Regions from separate parts of the Hordeum vulgare genome. Here region 1 is linked to region 2. The links are chromatin contacts, called in public Hi-C maps. All regions are on one chromosome and are shown on one strand. Each heading gives the region's core, a stretch centred on a gene start, on an enhancer-like site or on the middle of the called end of the contact. The rest is flanking DNA. Distances are from core to core; before and after follow the strand shown. Region 1 holds the start of LOC123397549 (hypersensitive-induced response protein-like protein 1). Region 2 holds the start of LOC123397538 (probable ethanolamine kinase).

Region 1 (4,846 bases), core at 1,683-4,182, 400 kb after region 2:
GGATCTTGTGTTGGTCAGTTTGTAGTACGCGTCGCTTTCTTTGCCAGCCAGAGGTCGGTACTGAATTGATGCAACAACAGTGACAAACACATTGTCCTGTAGAACTTCACATGTCAGCAACATCACGATAATTTTTAATAGCAGAAGAAAATACAGAACACAGTATTAATGATTAGTAATTATAGTTATATGAATAAGTTTCTTAATCTCATGTGGTAGTCATTCTAGGATTATATCCAGATGGCAAACCAAAATGCTCAAATCTAGAAGTTGTGGGAAGCAACTCACTGTCTATATTTTTATATATTTAACTTCCAGTGCCGTTCATTTTACATGGAAGGTAACAGGAAAATCAATGTTTCTACAAATAGGGATTCGTGTGATTTACAACCTACAAAAAAACTACTATAAGATGCAACGTTAAGCTTTGAAATATCTGTTGGGACGAAAATGATGGCATTATTTTCTTCAGAAATAAGAGAAAGCTAACGATCCATTTAACTAGGTGTTTAAGATAGAGTGACAAACCTTTGTCTTAGTCTCACAGCGCACATCCAGCTGCTGCAACCTGAGTGTGAGATGGCCAACTACACGCTTCCCAAAGATCCAAGGCAGGCAGTGGCATCCTGGCTGAAGCACACTGTCGAACTTCCCAAACTGCTCCCTGATGGCCACGGTAGACTGGTCGACTTGAACACAGCAGCACAGATTCCCCATACTGCAGGCTTCCTAGAGAAAAACATTTATTTTTTTGTAAAATTACAAAGATGCAGAGATGAACATATAACTATAAGAGCTTTCTGTAGAACACCACAAAAATAGGACTGCAAAAGAAGTAACAATTCTTGAGAACAATACTAATAACAATACTCAGCAATCAATAGAAGAATGCAACAGAACATGCCTGAACCGAAACTTGAATTGGCAGGGCAAAAGAGAAAAGCTCAGCTGGTACAAGGATAAGGCCAAATGACAAATAAGCTGGATCTTTACAATGAAGGCAGGTATCTGCAATGCGCCCTATAAGCAAGGGCACACTACAGGTCTACAGCCTGTTCAATTATACCCGTTGTTATCTGTATCCACTTGGACGGAGACAAATGAGACCAATCAGCATGAGTATACGCATCCTAAGCAATTCACTGATCACCCACTTGGGCGTTTGAGCTAACTTACAAACATATGAATCACTTTCAGAAATGCATAATGCCATAGGCTAACTGTAAAGGAGACAACTGCGTACAGAACACTCAGGTTAGACAATAGTAAGATACTAAAGAATGCAACTGCTCTTCCTGAAACCATTGTTGATTCCAAAGGATTGATGTACAATCGGAAGACTAATCTATGGTCCCACTCCCACCACACACAAAATAGTAGTAGCAACATGATTTAATTCGTTTATAAGCATTATAAGGCTTCAGACATGACTAGCATACATATACATAATACAACGACTTTAAAGGCTTTCGGTAGAGCTCCAGAAAACAAGAAAGCCGAAAGAACTAACAAATATTAACCACTCCATATATGACAATATCGAATTTAAAAGCAATTCTTGAGAACATGTTTAATACTAGAAAGCAAACGATAGAAGAATGCAAGGTATGCAACAGAACTTGCCCAAGCTGAAACTTGAAACGGCAGGACAAAAGAGATAATGATTGGCTCGTGCTACTGTGTTAGGATAGGGCCAAATGACAGGGTGGAGTGATTACTTGGGCAGGGAAGAGGTGTCTGCGGTTCTATTTATAAGCAACGACGTGCTACAGCCTACACCATGTTACAATTACCCCGTTGTACAGACACGAACCAGAACCAATCAGGGAGTGACCCTAAGCACTGACTGACTAATGCCCCACTTGCATGCTTGAGTATTATAAACACTTTCAGGGGGATATGATATATGCAAATCGGCAGACAATGGCGTACAGGAACAGTTAGATTGGACATCGACAGGATGCTTAAGGTTCAGTGATGGTGTTGCCATCATTATTATTTGATTTGAGGGGCCACGGGCAGAAAATTCTATGATCCTACTCATACCACACACAAAAGTTCAGTGATTTCGGCAGCAAAGCATCCACAAAAAGTACTTACTTAATTATCTAATAAGGAGAAAACTAGGGAAAAGACACCCGGATAAGATTTGATGCTACACCCAACGAGGGAAAATATATGGACTGGGAGCAACTAGTACACGCGCACACGCTACAGTCGTCGTCCAGAGTCCAGACGACTAAACTGCAGCAACTTCCAATTTATATAATTACGAGGAAATCGCAGAGGATAGAGATCGAGGACGACTAGACCTTGGAGTCGTCGCACCAGACATCAAGAAAGAGACAGCGTGTGGAGAAAAACAGGGTAAAATCCATCCTGAACATTAGGTTTTTTCCAAACAAAAAAAAAGCAGAGAGGGTAAAGGCAACGGAACAAGAAGAAAGAGTCACGGGAGAAATTGCGCAAGAGATGTGGTGCGGGTTGAGGACATCGACGACACGCAAATACTCCGTACTAGACTAGAGACTACATCAAACGAAGAAGCAGGGCAGGGCAAAAGCAGAGAAGGAGAACAGGAACACAAAACGGGAAAAAAAAATGAAAAACAGAGAGGGAGATCGATGTGCTCGGGCCGTCAAGGTCGAGCCCTCCCCTACCAAGAAGCGGAGCGGAATCCTAGAGCAGAGGAACCACAACGAAATGCCCGGATCTCACCCAGAAATAGTCAGCTAACGAGGAAGAACTGAAGAAGGACGGGGGAGAAACGAGGGTTTTTGGGGTGGCCACGGTTCTTTACCTCCGTCCGGGGGCTTGGAGAAGAAGAGACGAGTGGGGAAAGGTGGGAGCGGTGAAGTGGCAGTGGCAGTGAGGACGGCGTCTGTTGTGTTCCCTGCTGCCGCGGCGCGGCCCTAAATAGTCGGCATTGTGGATGAGGACCAGCGGAGGAGTCCAAGACCCCCCTACTGCGAAAATCATCGCGATTAGCGCCGGAGAGTAGCGCTGGTACCGGATTTCAGTTGGCTGCCAGCCGGCGGGCGGAGCGAAAGCAGGAGCAACAACGGGCAGCTCGCTGCAGATAAGAACGTGGGGAGTCTTTTTCTCCGTCCTTTTCTTTCCGCTTTCTTGACCCTGCGCTCCGGGCCCACGCGACCGTCTTCCCCTCCAAGGCTAGTGCTGCTTTTGAAATTTCAATGACCGGTGGGTGATCCGAGATTACCTGCCAGCCAGCCCGTGGTTTCGGCTGGTCAGTTGCGGTGTTGATCCCTTTCTCTGCTCGTCATGGTTCCGGTAAGCAACACGCCATTTTGTCATCTAAACTACTGTAATTTTTTTTGTTTTATCTAAAGTTTGTTCTGACAGATATTAGTAGTATTTGCTAACCAAAACTGTGGTCAAGGTTTTGCCTACTCATGATGAGTTGGTCGACGTTGTCGAGACTAGGAAGAGTTGGCAATGACAAAAGAAATCAGAATCGTCTAAACAAATAGTATTTCTTTTTTCTTGCCATGGCCACAAAAATGGTGCCGCATTTCTCCAAAGAATATGGTACACTGGATTTTGGTCAGCCTACAAAAAGTGCCTTATAGCCTTTTTTTTTTAGACAATCTCGCGAAGCTCTATTTAACTCTGATCAATGTTTATAGAAATAAATGCAAGATCATCGGGATTGCCTAACCACACATGATGGTAAATCCCTAACCTAATAACGTGCTTCACTAAATTGCGAGCCTTGAAATTCGAGCTTCTAAACTCATGAACAAAAGTACGGAATATAAATGAGTTTTTATGGTCTATAATCTCATGTAATATAGCTTCATAGCTTGGCAGATTCCATGCTTAATATCATCCACCACCACCTTGCAATCTCAAGCCACATACTCCCCCCGTCCGGAAATACCTGTCTTCGAAATGAATGTATCTAGACTTATTTTAGTTATACATACATCATTTTATTTATCTTTAGGACAAGTATTTTCTGACGGAGGGAGTATATCTTATGCGCATTGAGATCTTCCGCCAGGGTCAAGGCCTCGTGCACCGCTAATGCTTCAAGTGTTGTTGGACCATTTATACCTTTGAAGACAATAGCTCACGCCCCATGGAATATTCCATTGTGATCACGACATATGGCTGCAGCAACCCCTCGTCTCTGATTCAGTGACACAGCAACATCAACATTTACCTTGAAAAGGAGCACCGGCGGAGGGATCCATTGGGAGGACAGCCGAGCCACGTGTGGCCTCAATGGAGTGTTCACATGACCCTTTATCACATGTAAATCTGAGGTGTAAGACTGGATGAAGAAATTGACCGTCGTGAACGTCCTGCGGCAACGTCCCGTCGTGCACGTAGTTGTTCGGGAACGTCGCATGGGAAACAAAAAAATTCCTACGCACACGCAATATCTATCCATGGTGATGATCATCCACGAGAGGGGAGAGTTAATCCACATACCATTGTAGATCGCTAAGCCGAAGCGTATATAACGCGTTTGAGGTAGTGGAACATCTTCGCGATCCAAATCGCAGCCCGTCCCGCGATCTCATCACGATCCGTCCCGCGATCCCATCACGATCCATCCCGATCTAGTGTCGAACGGACGACACCTCCGTGTTCAGCACACGTACAGCTCGATGACGATCCCCGCCTTCTTTCCAGCAAGAGAGGCGGAGAGGTAGATGAGTTCTCCAGCACGGCGGCATGGTGGTGGTGGTGGTGAACTAATCCAGTAAGGCTTCTCCTAAGCACCGCCGAACTAGACTAGAGGAGAAACAAATCTAGACACAAGTAGAGGGAGCACGTGGCAATTAGGGTTAGCCCTCACCTCTAAAACCTCTAGTAT
Region 2 (4,974 bases), core at 1,405-3,904:
CAAACAGAGAGACAATCTAAGCCTTTGCAAAACGGGCAAAAGGAAAGCTTAAGTATGAAAGCATAATGTACTAAACAATCAAGAGAAGGTGACAAGCTAATGTGATATTTACCTTCCAAATCATTTAGCATCAGATTACCCGATAGCAAGTCATTGTGTGCAAAAACGACAGGAGCATGCAAAAGATCGGAGAGATCCTATAAGAGGACAGCAAGACATTATATTCACGGATACCAATTTAGCAAACAGTCATGTAGCCATTTGATTGAATGATTGTGCTATAGGATTAATCTAATAGCATGAATACGTAATATGCCTTTGTGACAAAGCCAAATTAGAAAGAAAAAAACTCCCTCTGTAAACTAATATAAGGCTGTTTAGATCAATAAAATGGTGATCTAAACGGTCTTATATTAGTTTACAGAGGGAGTACTCCTTTAGGAATATGAAACTGAAGTGCACTCAAATTGCTGCAGTGGTCAATAGTACATGACGGTAAGTCTTATAACAAAGTACCTTAAGTTCTTTAACTTCATCTTGTATTTCTCTAAAAGAGATCGTCTCATACCTCTTCTGCTTCTCGTTATCTTCAAACTTCAATACGGAAGCTAAGATAAATAGTTCACAGCACACAACAACATTACGTAATGTCATTCATGATGAGACTGAAATAAAAGTAACCAATTCCAAAATGAAATATCCAAAACAAATTCGGGGTTGGGAATGTAACCTTTTTTCAAAAACTTGAATATGTCATTCCACAACTGTGGTTCTTTTGATCCCGGTATATCTACTTGATGAAATTTCTGTAGCTGCTTGGCAATTTCAGCAGCTATTCTAGGTTCCTTCATGTCTGAAAAACAGAACAAGGGAAATAAACACACTATTTGCAGAAGCATTTATCGCAGACTCTCCAGTCTCTACACACCTATGGGTGCAAAATAACAACCACTGAGTATATACCTAAAACCACAGATCACTTCAAATTACCGTGTGAAAAGATAGAAAATGAGAAAAGATAAATCGCTCCATTAAGTAGACAATGAAATCACCCATTTGTATTGTGCAGAATATAAAAATGCCTACCTGAAGGTGTTAGTGTCCTAGCATGGATGAATGACGAAACCACTCCATTCTCAAATACTCCAAGTAACCGAGCCCCAAACCCTGCAGCTGAGAGATATGGTATGGCCTAACCATGATTGTAATAGATGTATGCATTAGGAAACAGTTCAGCCCCAAAAATGACAACAGAATACTCGGTTTACTTGACAACTTAGTTTTATGTAACAATGAGGTACTTCGAGTGTTATGGCATAGGTACTATTTCTATGGAAGGAAATGACCATTGCATTTCAGAAATTTTAAACTGAACCACAACTAAGAAAGCACCAACAAATAAACCAATACTGTAATGGACAATCAATCACAGGAACACTACAGAATGCAGGTAAATATTACTACATGCCAGTAGCACAAACAATTTTCATACACTATGATTGAAACTCTCACCTGCAATTCCCTCTCCCGATCAATCACCAAGTCTGTATTTGGGCCATACAGCCGAACAGTCACAGAAGACTGACTATCCGTGCCTTCTTTGACAGATACTTTCAGCACTGCAGGTCATGAACATCACGAACAATATAAGATAATCATTTAGGTATTATTGCTGTATCTATGATTCACAAGTAAATTATGTACAGTTGCTCATAGAAACGGTTATTATTTCATAACGCCTCTAAAATAATGGGTCCTGAACTCCGGATGCAATGATAGTAGGAGTGTTTTCGAAGCAGAAATGAGTGCAAAACACTGATGATAAAGAGTGTATGGTCTCAAAAAGGCTGCCAGATGCAATCAAGTTCTAGTGCCACATCTGAAACGATGAGCAAAGTGTGGCAGCAAGCAAACATTAAAGTGCAGTCATTAAGTTATGGCATGGTCTGTGTGGACAATTCAAGCAACTGCCTTGCCTAAGAATTACTATAATTACATAGCCTCTGTTTTTTTCCTCTTTCAAGCATGCTCAGGTAGTCATGTGAGGGAGATGGATCAGGAGCCAGGACAGTGCCGCAAGCCATGCCACTGGCAAGGAGCAGAACTCACACAGGTTGGTGATACCGCCGGACACCGTCGAGATGGAGAAGCACGAGCTGTCCAGGGACGACCACCCCTTCACCAACTCCTTGCAGAGATCTCTGGAGAAGCAAGCAACCTTATTATATTAGAAAAACAAAACGGGAAGCGGGGAAATAATCAGGGGCAGCGGCGCCTGTCGCTCTCTACTAGGCATTTCTCCAAACACCGTCAGTTCATACACCCGCGCGCGCAGAAGCAAAATGGGGAGAGGGGTCAGGGGACTTGCATGACGCGGGGGGTCATCTCGGGGAGCGGCAGCGAGATGTCGACCGCGGCGGCCGACGTGGGCACCTCCGCCGGCGCCGCCCTCGTCTTCTCCTCGCCGCCGCCGCCGGCACCGCCGGCGACCCCGCTCCAGCTCCGGCCATCCGATCCCATGTCCCTCGCTTCCGGGCGATCCTTTCGCTCGCGCGAGGAAGCTCGTTGTCGCGGGGCTATTCTGGTGGGAGCCTCAAGGCGATTCGGTGCCGATGCGATGCGATGCGATCGGAGAGGGACGGAAGTGTGGTGGAGGAATGCGGGGCCTCGAACAGAGGACACCATTTATAGGGCCCAGTCGCCACCCGCCGCGTGGCGGGGGAGGCCAGGAGGGGCCGCCCACGTCAGCTGATGCCCAGGCCCCACCGACCTACCCACCGGGTAGGGTGCCCGTGGCGGCAATCGCGTGGTCCCTGGGATGGGACAGCGACGGGCTTTTGTGTGGCGTGATGGACGGTGAGGATTCGGTGGCTTGTACGGGCCCGCTCAACAGTCACGTGATGGGGGGCCCTCCTCCCTTTGTCTGTTGCTCACTGTCGCTGGGGCTGTCTGGATTTGGGGCGATGCCGGCTCTGTTTTTCTCTCGAGATATTTTGGATGGATGGTGATTTTGTTAGACCATCTCCAACACGCGCCATACAAGCGTCACACCGTAAAAAAAGCAGTTTTAGCGCGCGCGCAACGCGGCTGGCAGCTCCAGCGGGCGCGCGCCATTTCCAGTTCAGCTCGCTGACCGAAACGCAATCCCGCGCCCCTTATTTGCTGCGCCGGCTCCCGCACCCGCGACTCTCCCGCGCTCGCTCCCCCCATCCGGCCGCGCCGCCGCCGCCGCTCGCGCCCCCGCGATCGTTCAGCGCTTCCCTCGCCTATCCCCGCGCCGCCGTCGTCGCCCGCGCCCGCCGGCGGCCACTCAGGCGCTTCCCCGGCCTGTCTCCGCTGCGGGCGCCGCCCGCGCCCCCCGGCGACCGTTCAGGCGCTTCCCCGGCCTCCCCGCACCGCCGCGCTTCCGCCCCACCCCCTCCTAGTCCGGCCGGCCCTCGCGCACCTCCGACGTCCGAGGAACAGCGCCCGAGAGCTCGCTGCCGCGCCGCGCCCGCAAGGTGTTCGACAAAACGCCTACAAGGTAAGTATTGCTCCAAACTTATGAATTTGGTGCATGTTTTGAATGGTAGTTTTTATAGTATAGTATTGAACATTGTAGATGAGTTCGTCGTATGATTCTTCCGAAGAAGAATTTGATATGGAAGAGGAGGAGGATCTTGCAATGATCATAGCTATGCATATCAATAAAAAACCGAAGCACGGTGGTTCGGTTATGGGTCGGGAGAAAATTTGGAGAGATAGGATTGATGCCCATAACAGATTGATGAAGAACTATTTCGTGGAGAATCCCACATACCCGTAGTCGTATTTTCGTCGCCGGTTTAGGATGAGCACAGACTTGTTCAAGCGCATTGCAGAGAAACTAGCGAGCCATGACCGGTTTTTTCAGCAAAGGAGGAATGCCGCCGGAGAGCTCGGGCATAGCACCTTTCTGAAGGTGACAGCCGCATTGCGTATGTTGGCAAACAGTATCCCGGCTGATCTAGTTGATGATCACTTGGCTATGGGTGAGAGTCAAGCCATCATGTGTGTCAAGTGCTTTGCAGTGGGAATTGTGCAAGTGTTTAGCGAGGAGTATTTGAGATCTCCCACTGCTGAAGACGTCGCAAGGCTATTGGCGATGAACAAGGCTCGCGGCTGTCCTGGCATGCTTGGCTCAATAGATTGCATGCATTGGAGTTGGAAGAATTGTCCAAAGGCATGGCATGGGCAATTCCACGGCCAAAAAAAGGGCTCCACTATAATCCTTGAAGCGGTGGCCGATCAGGAGACTTGGATTTGGCATGCATTCTTTGGAATGCCTGGATCTTTAAATGATATCAATGGTGTCAACCGGTCACCACTGATGAATAAGATTGCAGATGGTGAGTTGCCACCGGTGCAGTTTGTAGCAAATGGTCGTACGTACAACTATGGCTATTATCTAGCGGATGGCATATATCCAAAGTGGCAAACCTTTGTGAAGCCGTTGAAAAAGCCGGAAGGTAAGAAAAATCTTGATTTCCACAATGCTCAGGCAGCTGCTAGAAAAGATGTGGAGAGAGCATTTGGGATTTTGCAAGCCCAATTTGCTATTGTGAGAGGACCGGCTAGATTCTGAGATCAAAAAATGCTTTGGTACATCATGCACGCTTGTGTGATCATGCACAACATGATCATCGAGAATGAGCGTGGCCAAGATTTAGATTACTTACAGTATGAGCTCTTGGGACATCCCGTGCGAGTGCGACGGAGGGCTGAAAGGGTAGCCCGTTTTGTTGCCTCCTATCATGTCATTCGGCGTCCCGCAACGCACAATGATCTTCAGAAGGATCTGATTGAAGAGTGGTGGGCATGGCATGGACGACAAAGAGCATGATTTGGTTGTGTTTATTGCATTATTTGTATTGTATTGTTCATGAACTATTGGTTGTGTTTATTGCATTATTTGTTGTACTGAAGGATAAACTATTTGTTTGAGTTGTAATGACT

What was found. Hi-C and Micro-C count contacts between places; a contact is called where the count stands out from the background.
Region 1: a Hi-C map of seedling shows a contact between it and region 2, with 2.7 times the contacts expected there. The contact joins the promoter of LOC123397549 here to the promoter of LOC123397538 in region 2. A contact is called at or near these places in 3 of 6 Hi-C or Micro-C datasets (leaf and seedling) and 1 of 1 datasets of contacts at active chromatin or transcription factors (embryo).

Annotation. Positions count from the first base shown.
Region 1 is chr5H:433,118,165-433,123,010 of MorexV3_pseudomolecules_assembly, forward strand. LOC123397549 (hypersensitive-induced response protein-like protein 1) reads right to left here and starts at 2,933. Exons shown (of 7, transcript XM_045092081.1): 1 at 2,801-2,933; 2 at 529-729; 3 at 1-96. The coding sequence starts at 717.
Region 2 is chr5H:432,722,101-432,727,074 of MorexV3_pseudomolecules_assembly, forward strand. It overlaps LOC123397538 (probable ethanolamine kinase), which reads right to left and starts at 2,655. Exons shown (of 11, transcript XM_045092065.1): 1 at 2,369-2,655; 2 at 2,110-2,201; 3 at 1,513-1,619; 4 at 1,087-1,192; 5 at 731-853; 6 at 517-608; 7 at 113-197. The coding sequence starts at 2,520. It overlaps LOC123396828, which reads left to right and starts at 3,818. Exons shown (of 3, transcript XM_045091634.1): 1 at 3,818-4,284. The coding sequence starts at 3,818.